2 separate regions of the Mus musculus genome follow, and region 1 is linked to region 2. Evidence: chromatin contacts called from public HiChIP or PLAC-seq data. All regions are on one chromosome and are shown on one strand. Each heading gives the region's core, a stretch centred on a gene start, on an enhancer-like site or on the middle of the called end of the contact. The rest is flanking DNA. Distances are from core to core; before and after follow the strand shown. Region 1 has its middle 8.1 kb from the start of Apol6. Region 2 overlaps Arhgap39 (Rho GTPase activating protein 39).

Evidence for each region. HiChIP or PLAC-seq counts read pairs in DNA pulled down with a chosen protein or histone mark.
Region 1: a FOXA1 HiChIP or PLAC-seq map of pancreatic cancer cells shows a contact between it and region 2. The contact joins two enhancer-like sites. A contact is called at or near these places in 1 of 39 promoter capture datasets (liver), 1 of 115 datasets of contacts at active chromatin or transcription factors (pancreatic cancer cells) and 1 of 9 other capture datasets (pancreatic islet).

What each region holds. Positions count from the first base shown.
Region 1 is chr15:77,034,125-77,039,915 of GRCm38.p6, reverse strand. It overlaps a transcript of Mb not described here. Among named protein-coding and RNA genes, the nearest start is that of Apol6, 8.1 kb to the left of the region's middle. RefSeq lists an enhancer at 1,152-3,276. Within about 2 kb of position 2,040, at least 215 of the 459 cell types and tissues checked have an H3K27ac peak or open chromatin away from gene starts, as enhancers often do. A contact at or near this core is called in pancreatic cancer cells, where this site is marked.
Region 2 is chr15:76,763,616-76,769,319 of GRCm38.p6, reverse strand. Arhgap39 (Rho GTPase activating protein 39) reads left to right here. Exons shown (of 12, transcript NM_001168288.2): 2 at 3,669-3,835. The coding sequence starts at 3,756. Among named protein-coding and RNA genes, the nearest start is that of C030006K11Rik, 43 kb to the right of the region's middle. Within about 2 kb of position 4,424, at least 49 of the 459 cell types and tissues checked have an H3K27ac peak or open chromatin away from gene starts, as enhancers often do. A contact at or near this core is called in pancreatic cancer cells, where this site is marked.

The DNA.
Region 1 (5,791 bases), core at 791-3,290, 270 kb before region 2:
TCATCCCACCTCACAGTAAAAACTAATATCATCCTGTATCCTTTCCTCTCTGCAATTAGTGCCCAGTCAGGTGAGATGGGGGCGTTCTCCTGGGCGGCCTGAAGCAGGGTCAGCGCTGGACCAACTGTCCTCTGTGGGTAACACAGGTAGGAGAGGGCATTATGAAATATAGTGTGGCGAGGGGGTACCTTTGGCTGGCCCATGCCAAGGTGCACCCTTAAGAAATTAGGTCTTGCAACAGATCTGGTGTAAAAGAGGTTTATTGGGGGAGGGGAGAGGCTTGAAGACCTGGGGAAGGGATAGGAGGCAGATGAGGGAACAAGTAGACAGGCAGACAGCTGGGGACCAGAGCCATGGGGCCAGAGAGGGCAGACAGAGAGGGAAGAGAGGGACCAGGTACTAGTCCTCCAAAAGGGAGAACAGGGAGAAGGAATGTTGAGAACAGAGAGCTGGGTGGGCGGTGGATCCTTTTATAGGCAGCACATACCAGGCGAGCCTGGATGCAGTCGCAGGTCATGACCCAAGCAGCTCTTAGGTCCCTGAGAGCAGCCCAGTGGAATTGCCTGTGCGCTAACACAGGGGCACGGTGCTGGGGGGGGGGGGGGAAGCGGGAGAGGGGGAAGGTGCAGTCACGGGAACAAAATGCCGGGAGCGAGCTCTTCCTACTTGTTTTGGCTCACAGTTTTAGAGCTTTCTGTTATTGATCCGTTGGCCCCGTGGGCCTGTGGTGAGGCACGCTAACCAACAGTGGAGGAAAGGGCTCATCTCAGGACAGCCAGGGAGGAGGCATGGAGGTAGAGTAAGCGGGGAGGAGGGAGAAAGGGAGGAGGGGAGGATACAAGGAGAGAAAAAAGGAGGGCGAGGGGGAAGAGGACAGGGCATAGGTCCGTCCTCCTCTTCCTCTCTCTCTCTCTCTCTCTCTCTCTCTCTCTCTCTCTCCTCCTCCTCCTCCTCCTCCTCCTTCTCCTCCTCTTCCTCTTCCTCCTCCTCCTCCTAGACAGGATTTCTCTGTGTAGCCCTGGCTGTTCAGGAGTTCACTCTGTAGACCAGGCTGGCCCTCAAACTCAACAGAAATCTGCCTGCCTCTGTCTCCTGAGTGTTGGGTTTAAAGGCATGTGCCACCACACTCAGCTTTGTAGATCCCTCCTCTTGAAGGTCCCATCACCTTTTGGGCTGGAGATATGATTCACATATTAAGAGCCTGTAACTGGTCCTCCAAAGGCCCAAGTTCAATTCCCAGCAACCATGTCAGGTGGTTCACACTGCCTGTAGATCCAGCTCTATGGCATCCAACTCCTCTGTCTTTTTGGGCACTTGCAGTGACATGCATATACCTACACATAGACATCCACATAACTAAAAATAATAAAACAATATTTTTTAAAGGTCATGTTGTCCCCAGCAGCATCCATATGCTGGTCACCAAGCCATTTGCATGTGATCTCTAGAGTCATTTCAGCAGGTGTGCCCTGGAGAGCCCCCAAATAGACCAGAAGGAAAGGCTGGGCTAAGACAGGACCACCATTAAACAGACTCTGGGAGTGGGTTTACTTGGCCCCGTGTCTGGGATGGAGTTAGGCTGACCCTCTGTGGTCTATCACCCTGTCAGTAAGAAGGAGCAGTCAGTTCTTCCTGTCTCAGAGAACCAAGGCAGAGTGGGCTGGCGGCTGGGTTCGCAGGCCAAACCCAATTCCCTTTGCTCCGTGGCCTCTGAGAGCTGAGGAGGTGGGGTTGGAGCTGTTGCTTCAATTCTACCTTGGGTTCCTGGCTTCTCACCAGACAGCAGGGACCCTGTGCAGGGAGTCAATGACCCAGAGGTCAGGAAAGACAGGGCCGGGACTCTCCCCACTCCCCACAGCCCTGTGGTGGTAGGCAGGGACTTGGGAGTGTCTGTGGTCTGTTCATGAGGGGGTGAGGAGAGCTGCACCCCTCCCCCTCAACCAGCAGACAGGGAAACCTGCCAGCGACTGTGGGAGTGGGACTCCCCTGCGCAGCCCGAGCTCCAGATGTTTTTCCCATGAATGCTTTTGCAGAGTGGAGAACCGGAACCACAGTAATCCAGACACTGGCCTGGCCTCCCTCCCCAGGGCAGGGCTTCCCTAGGCTGCCCCGATAGACCCCGAGATCTGCAGTAAATCTCTGCTCCTCCAAGCCTGCATTTTCCCTTCTGTAGACAGCTGAACAATGACCATCCCCACCCCCCCTCCCGCCCCCCACCCCCACAAAGCCGAGCCTGAGACCATGTGACTTGCAATGGGACCATATTTGGAAACATTCTCTGAGGATGAAAAAAAAAATCAAATAACTCTGGAGATGAGGTCATCTTGGCGCTTGTGTGAGTCAGGAAGCCAACAGCAGTGTCCTTGAAAGAGACAGAAGACGATGGGGCTGTTTGCTAGCAAGTAGGGTTGGAGGGAGAAAAGGCAGAAATGCATCAGGCCCAGCCACTGCCTCTCTTAGCCTACACACCAGCAAGCAGGCCCACCTTCTGTTCTAAGGCATGTGGAATATCAAGAAATATCAAGGCCTACAGCCACATGACTGGGAGAGACTTAAGAAACTACAGGGCCTGCAGAAATGGCCAGAACTGCCTCATTATTGGCTGTTTTTTCCCATCCTCTGACCTGAATGCTCCTGAGGAAGGAGGAAGAGGAAGAGAGGGAAGAGGAGTGAGGAGGGGGAGGAGGAGGGAGAAGGGGAGAGAAGGAGGAGCTGAGGGGAGGAGGGAGGCCTCTAAGCAGGTCACTGAGTGGTTATAGCCTCCTCGGTAAGATGGGGAGGGCTGTGGAAAGGCTTAAACCTTCTGCGTCATCCTTCAGTTCAATGTGGTAATGAACTGAGACACAAAGAGGGAGGAGAGGACCTGTGTTAATGTGACCTGGCCCTCTTAAAAAGGAGGGGCTGCAAAGAAAAAGGGATCTCTCCAGGCTGACCAAGAAGCCGGCCAGAACATGTTACACTGCCAAAGAGGCCCCAGAGCGCTACCACAGCCCTAACTGAGTTCTTGGGAGGCCACAGAGCCCCGCTCCCACACAGTACTCCCTGTCCAAGATTCCCCTGAGGCTGTAGCTGGCAGCCACACAGCTCACACACTGTGCCTTTTGGCTTCTGAGTCACAGGGACTAATCTTAACTGTCCATCTGATTGGTGCCCGAACCCTGGGACCGCCCCTAACTCACCAAAATGCTCCAAGTTTAAAATCTCCCCCAGTGAGCTCCCACCCTACTTAAAACCTCACTCTTGGCCAACCCACTTCACAAACTTTCTCGCCCGGCCAGCCTGGTCGTCTTGCAGTTTCCAGGTCACTCTGTGTTGTGTGTCTGCTTCCCCAAGCTTTTTCTCATCATCCCTCAGCCCTCCTGTATGACCAGGGCACTCACCCCTCCACCTGCCCCTGCCCATCTCCCAACATTGGCCAAACGCAGCCATGTTTTCTGATCTCAGGCAATGACGGTAGCTGCAGTGCACCCACCGGGGCCTGCCTGACTTTGCCCTCCTGGCCCAGAGAGGCCTGTCTTTGTCCTCCCTGAAAGTGTTCAGAGCTGGCTGGCTAAAGTGAATAGTGACCCTCTCAGAGGGGTCTCTAAACCTCTCTCTTGGTCCTGAGCACTTCTCTCCTTCCAGTTTTGGCTTGATCCAGGAGACCAGGGGTGTTTGGTGGCCCCCAAGAAGGAAGTTAGGTCCCCGAGAGATGTTGAGCAGAGCTTCAGCGCTAGGACTGAATGGTACTGTAAACGAGGCCTGAACCACTCGGGCCTAGGGCCTGCTCTGGCTCTTGCTTCCTCTAACAAGGCCTGAGAAACTCTCCTCTGTCCTCACAGTGCAGGTCAACCTGTCTCTGACCGCCCCATAAAGCTGCCAAGGCTCCCTGGTTCTTGGAAGTCTCTTCTCGACTTTCCCCCTTTTCTTCCACACCAGCATCCTCAGGGCCTGTCCTGGCTAGTTTTGTTTTGTCAAGCTAGAGTCATCTGGGATGAGGGGACCTCAATTGAGAAATTACCTCTATCAGATAGACTGGCCTGTATGCAAGCCTGTTATGGTTTGTAAATGCTCAGACCAGGGAGTGGCACTAATAGAAGGTGTGGCCTTGTTGGAGTAGGTGTGTCGATGATATGGGTGTGGCCTTTAAAACCCTCATCCTAACTGCCTGGATGCCAGTATCTGCTAGCAGTCTTCAGATGAAGACATAGAACTCTCAGCAAACAGTTTATTGTCATGGCAGAAAATAGATGTGTAAAACCATCCCCCACTTCTCAGGGTGGGCCCGAGATTAAATACCTTTTACAGGGAGGAACTTCTGGGAAGGGAAGTTTATTGGCTAAGCCCTCTGGGCCTAGGTACCTTATTAGAATGGAGAACTCTGTTTTGGACCTATGTGACCATAGGACATGTTTCTTTTATGTGAGAAGCATGTCACATGTTCCAAGTCAGGAGTCTGTCAGGGAGCTGGGAGACACCTAAGCCTCAGGTGTGTGCCCACTGAGCCTCCAGGTCTTGGCCTGCTCTTCCTGGCACAGTTTCACGTCCCACAGTTTCTCATGATAATGGACTCTAACTTGTAGGCCAACTCTACGCTTTCCCGGATAAGCTGCCTTTGTGTTTATCACAGGAAGAGAAAACAAACTCAGACAAGGCCTTCCTTTTTTTGCCCTCTCTGTATACTGATAGGCCAGAGCACACAGTTTCAGTCCAAAACTGTGCTCCACAGGACAAACCGAAGCATCTCCAAATTGCTGGGTAAACCCCTAGCTGTTTTGGGGTACAACTAGAGTAAAGAGAAGAACAAATCCACACCACCCCTATCCGGTGACAGCATAAGGTGGGGGACTAAGATCAGAGATGCCCCAGCTGGGCCTATGGGAGGATGTCGGTGTCTCGGGACCCTGCATGGTGGAGTGGGCTTGACTTTGGAGACACAAATCAGGGTGACCCACGGATGTCTTGTCTTTTTCCTTCCGAGTTTCCCTCCCACAGAGGAGCTTTGGATGCAAGGCTCTGGTTTTTCCAGAGGACAGAGGCCCAAGGTGGAGGAACTGGGGACCCAGGAGAAGGCCTGCAAAGAGGGCACCCCATTCCATGTGAAAGTTGCCAGTCCTAGAGCCTCTGCCCAGGATGCGCAGGCAGGCGACTGCCCTTGCAATGGCTGAATAGATGTGTAGATAGTCCTCGACCTGGAAAGGCTGGACTCCTCCCAAGCTGCCCTGGGCCTGTGGGGTTCCTAATCACTCACGCCATCTGTTGGTGTTCCATTCAGCTGGCCGGCTCAGGCTGCCCCACACCCCACACCCCCACCATGCATACTTGGTTGTCCTCTGCATCCAAACCACCACCACCCTGTCTACATCCCCTCCGCAGGCACCTGAAATGTCTTTCTTGCCCACACCTACCCATGGTTTTAAAACACTAACAGACCCTGGCTGTAATTCAGTGGCCGAGAGCTCATGCCTCAGCAATCAAGAGAGTGCATAGAAGGGTGAGGCTGAGGCAGATGTAAGGGAACTTTTTGGGGTGGTGACAGTGTTCTGTGTCTTGATAGTTTGGGTGAGCCAAGTGTGTGCTTCAACAAAACCCAGCGCAGCCTCAGGTCTGTGAGTTGCTTTGGATGTGAGCATCACTGGGGAGAAAAAAAAAAAATGCAAATCTTGCTTCTCATCCAGAAAGCATTAAACAGGAGGCAGCCAGATACATGTCTGCAACCATGCATCACTTGGGGACCAGGTACCTTCTAAAGATGGCTGCCGGTCCTTATGCGAGTATCGCATAGATGGAGTAGCCTATGGTAGGCTTTGAA
Region 2 (5,704 bases), core at 3,175-5,674:
TCAAGGTTTGTTTCAAGGCCGTTGTGAATGAAATTGTTTCTCTTATTTCTTGATGTATTTGGCATTGGTTACAAAGGCTGTTGTCTCTTTCACTAGCGTTGTGAAAGTGTTTGTGAATTCTCGGGGTCTTCTGCATAAAGACTCAGCTCACCTGCAAATAAGCAGACTCTGACATCTTTCTTTCCTATTTATGTCCTTTTTGTTATCTTCTCTTGTTTGACTGCTTTAACTACCATTTCCTGTACAATATTGAATGTAAGTGAAGAAAATGTATACCCTTTTCTTGTTCTTTTTTTTTTTTTTTTTTTTTTTTTGGTTGTTTGAGACAGGGTTTCTCTTTGTAGCCCTGGATGTCCTGAACTCACTTTGTAGACCAGGCTGGCCTCCCTTTTCTTGTTCTTGATTTTAATGGGACACTTGGTGTTCTCACTGTTTAATTGTGTGTTAGCCATAGGCTGTGTGTATAGAGCCTTTGTTAGGTTGAAAAGTCCTTCTCTTTGGAGTTTCTTAAGAACTTTTTTCAAGAAAAGATGTTGGAATTTTTGTCAAAAACCTTTTCTTCCTCTATCAAGTTGATCATATGGAGCTGGGGATTTAGTTCAGTGGTAAAGTGCTTGCTGGGCCCTGGATTTGGTCCTCAGCTCGGAAAAGGAAAAGAAAAAGGAAAAAAAAAAAGGAAAAAGATTATATGATGTTTGTCCTTGATAGCTTCCATTTATTGGTTTACATCTGTTGAACTACCCCAGGCTCTGTGGGATACAGCATGGTCTTACCTTCTGCTGTGCTCCTTACCGTGTGTGTCCTGAGCACCTCGCCTCTCGGAAAGCTGACAGGGACTGTGAGAGCGTGAGGAAAGGATAGATGTGTAGGAACACTGGGCTCAGGTGGGCCTGTTGGTTATGTGCAACACTGTGGAGGAGTTAGCTGGTCCCCATAGGCCACCTCTGTTGGTGCCACTGTAGCCTCTTGGAGGGGGACACTGGGACGCTAGGACACTGGGCTTGCTAGTGTTTGCACCACTGGTCAGTTGTTCATAAAAACTCACACTTGGACCAGAGGAAGCTTTGCCATTCCAAGCCTGACCCAAGGAAGGCATTGGCTCTCAGCACAGTCGTACCGTGCCAACAATACATTCACTCGGGATTTTACCCATTCTTTGCCTACCCAGTCAGAATTTTTCAGCTCCCCACAGTTCTTGAATTCAATTTGCAAGTATTTTTGTTGAGACTATTTGCATCTCTGCTCACCAGGGAATTGGTCTATAATTTTCCTTTATTGATGATGTTGCTAGTGTCTTTCCTAGCTTTATAAAAAGAGCTTGGTTATATTCCATCCAGTCCTCTTCCATTTCATAACCAGTGTGGTATTGGCGGTGTGGTGGTGGGCGAGGCTGCCTTCTAGCTTATGAACTAGTTTGAGAAGCACAGGCGTTACTTTCTCTTTCTCTTTGCTAAATTGCCCAGTGGATCTTTCTGGGCCAGAACTTTTTTTAGTTAGCGCATTTTTATTTTTTATTAATTTTTATTTATGTGTATAGGAGTTTTGCCTACATGTGTGTATACCATATGAAGTGCCCATTGAGGCCAGAGAAGGGCAATGAGCTCCTTGCAGAGTAGCAAATGGTTACCAGCTGCCATATGGGCACTGGGAATCAAACTAGGTCCTCAAAAACAGCAGCCAGGGCTCTAACCACTGGGCCATCTCTCCAGCCTTCTTATAGAGCTGCTTAAATATTTCATCTCAGTTTACATTTGTTAGGTGATATAACTAGAAATTTATACTTTTTAAATAGTTCCAGTTTAGTAGAATATATGTTTATGACCTAGTGACTTTCTAAATTTTATTTTTCTTTGTTATAATAGCTTTTCTTTTTTCTTCTTTCTTCCTTTCTCTCTTTCTTTCTTTCTTTCTTTCTTTCTTTCTTTTTTTTTTTTTTTTTTTTTGGTCTCCCAAATACTTGGATTATAAGTGTGTGCCACCTTACCTGGTTTACCTGGTAATTAGAACCTTTTTGAATTTGTCCTTAAATTAGCAGTTAATATCCATGGAATATCCCTGGTTTGAGGGAAGGCATAAATCTAATGCCATCTGGGAGTCGGTAAAGAGTAAGACAGAACCCCAGTAGTATTCTGTTCGCCGTGGCTGTTTGTGTGTGGTGGGGATGGGGGGTGAGGGACCTGAATACAGAGCCTGTAGCACTGTGAGCTTCCTGGATCAGCACCGTGTAAGCAGCAGCGCCCTGGCTGGAGACAGCGAATGGCCCCTGATCCCCTCCTGGCACTGTTGAGTCCTGAGCCTGTCAGATCTGATTCTAATACAGCCACAAGTGCTTCTCGGGTTTTTAAAAGGAAACCCTAGTGTGTGTATGGGTTCACTTCCTGCTACGGAGTTGGTGTGCACTTGGCATCCCTCACTGTTGCCATTGCCACAGTGGCCTCTGTGAAGTGGTCAGGTCGATGCATGTGTCCTCCTTTGGGGCCCTTCAGCCCCAGCACTGGGATGTAAGTGCTCTTCTTGCCCTTGCCAGCACTTGGTAGTTGTTGTCTTTCCCGTTTGCTGAGTGCTCATGTCACACGCCTTTAAGAGCACTTCCTGAGGAGTGAAATGGAGCCGTCTCCATGACTGCCGTCTGCACTGTCTACTCGCCCCTTCTTTATCATTGTATCAGCAGCATTGGCTTATGTTTAGTGTGCCCGTTATCAGATCACACACGCCATAGCTGGACACACTATATAGCAAACGCCTCCCATTTTGGATTTGCATTTTTCTTCCTCCTCCTCTTCTTCCTCTCCTTCCTCCTCCTCCTTCTTTTACTCCTCCTCCTCTTCTTCTTCTTCCTTTCCCTCTCCCCCAACCCCCCTTCTAGGATCTCACTTTGTAGCCTTGGCTGGCCTGGAACTCACTCTGGAGACCAGGGTTCTCTGCCCCCTAAATGAATGCACCACCACACCTAGCCTGTTCTTGGTTTCTTGATAAGTAGATATCTTCAATCTTAATTTTATCACAGTCGAATTCACTATTTTTTTTTCCTCTGGGAGCTGGTTTTGTGACTGTCTCAGAGATCTGACCCCGCTATAAAACCCAGCATTCTCTGGTTTTCCTAAAAGTTCATTTTGTTTTTTCAGCCTTCACATTTATAACATGGATGGCTTTTTATCTTGGATGAGCATAGGCTCAGGGGTCCCTTTCCATGTGTTTTCTCAACAGCACAATCTGCCTGTGAGAGAGCCTGTTCACTGTCACAGGAATCTGTGTATGCCTTGCGTGCCTGAGTTCCACTGTGCATGAGGCCATACCCTGTGTATGTTGTGCCCAGCTTCATCTCCACAGTAACTTCCCCATATGCAGCATCCTGTGCTGGGGCCAGACGTCATCCACGGGTGAGGCCTGGGTGCTCAGTGCATCCTCTAGCTTTGTAGTTCTTGAAGCACTCATGCACCTGCCCTGGCCCAAGTGGAATCCCAGCAGGAGGCAGTTGGCCATCAGGCTCTCCCTCTGTACAAGAGAAGCTGGCCGGGAGTGGCTTCCCCAAGGAGTCTTGAGGCATGGGAATTGCTTTCTATTGAGCCAGCTATCTGGCAGGAGAGAAGGATGGACTGTAATTTCATGTGTGGTGTGGACATCACTGCATTTCCTATCAGTGCTTAGCCACTTTTCTTTCTCCCTAGTGTGGCCTCTTCCTGTGTGATGCTGGAGGAGGCAACCTGATGATCCTCTGACAACTGTTCACGTCAGCACTAAGGAAGCAGATGGCAATGTCACAGGCACAGGATTATGAATGCAGAAGCCATCATGTCGATGAGCAGGAGCCCAGGATTCCGGGGTCGAGTACCAGGTAAGGAGGCAGCATCCACTCCCGATGAGTTATCCCGGCCCTGGGGAAGTGGGGGAGCAACTGTTCAGAGAAAAGGTCGTGTGGCTCCAGGGCTGTTGACTGGCCTGTGGTAGTTCTCCCAGTCTGCTCACATGGCTGCCTATGTGCACTGCCTTCTCTCACCGTCCTCCAGTGGTTGTTCCTGCTCCTGTCTCTCTAGTCCAGTGTTCTCAGCACAGCCGCTCACTGCGGGGATACCTGCACACTTGGCAGAGGCCAGCCTGTCCCCTCCCGCCCCCAGAATGTTGATGTTTGGGCTGCACATATGAACTTCGCCCGTTTTCTTGGGCACTCTGGGCAGTGTCCATACAGACTCCAGTAGTCATGCCTCTTCATTCCTATTTTTCTGATGTGCAGCTTTTTATCTGAAAATAATTCCACAGTAACAGAAAAAAAAAAAAAAAAGAACAGTCCCAGAAATGTCCATGTGTTCTTGCTCCGAGTCGTCGCCATCAGTCATCTGTCCTTTCTGAGTCACTTTGGGCAAGTCACAAGTGTTCTGCCTTAGGCCTTGAATGCTTGAGTGTGTGTCTGTCAGGTGACTCACATAACCAGGACACAGTCACTGATCAGATCTGATGTTGACACAGGCTTTGATCTCCTCTGACACCCTGAACCATAGAGACCATGTATTCCCAGTTGTATGTATAGCACTTCTGTCCCCATGTAGTATAGAATCCGTCAGCCAGTTCTGCCTGCCTCTGCCTTCTCGCCCTCCTTAGCCTTGTCCAATCTAAGTGGTTTCCACAGCCTTTTCATGACTTTGGTACCCTTAACCAATATAAAAGTGGTCTCTGTACTCAACTGGTTAGAGTACTTACCTAACATACACAGAGCCCTACACTTTACAGTACTACATAAAATGTGCCTAGTGGTATAGGGAGATAATTCCAGTACTTGGGAAGTAGAGGATTAGAGGATCAGAAGTTTAAGGCTGGCTTCAGCTACATGAAATGTTTGATGCCAGCTTGGGATGCGTGAGACTCTGTCTCAGAGAACAAAAAGCAGTGGATGGGAGATGACTTGCAGTGAAGAGCACTGGCTCCTCTTACAGAGGACCAGACCCCTAGCACCCTCATGGCTACTCACAGCCATCTGTAACTCCAGTTCCAGGGACTGCAAAACTGTCTCTCTGGGCTCTGCAGGCACTGCCCACACATGGTGCACAGGCATAGTAAAACAATACCAGAAACACAAACAAACAGAGGTACTAACAACAACTGGGCTTATGTGTACACCTACCGTAGTCTGCCAGACCCTTACAGGGGTCAGGCAATCACCTGCTGGGTTGCTGTGCAGCTTGGAACTTAGGTCTTTAATGGCAGAGCAAGCTAAAACCCTGCACACTGCACACATCACAGTTCATCTTCAGACTTTTTTTTTTAAATCTTTCACTCAGTTTTCCAATACCAGGTTTTGTTGTTGTTTATTTGTTTTGTGCTCTGAGTTAAATGCAGGGCCTCATGGATGCCAAGCAAGTGTTCTCCCACTGCGTTACATTCCAGTCCATGGCGTGCCGGTCAATTTGGAATCTATACTTGGGTGTGGTGTGAAGTGTTGACCCGACTTTCAACTCTAAAATGATCCAATTTCTTTTTTCCCTTTCTTTTGTTTGTGTTTTTGTTTTGTTTGTTTGAGACAGGTTCCCTCTGTGTAGCCCTGACTGTCTTGCAATTCTCTTTGTAGACCAGGCTGGCCTTGAACTTAGAGATCTGCCTCCCTCTGCACTCCAGTGCTGGGATTAAAGCACCCACATGGCTGTTCACAAGCATCCCCACAACCCTGCACCACTGTGGCTGGCTGGAACCCATTTCTTCTTATTATCTTGTT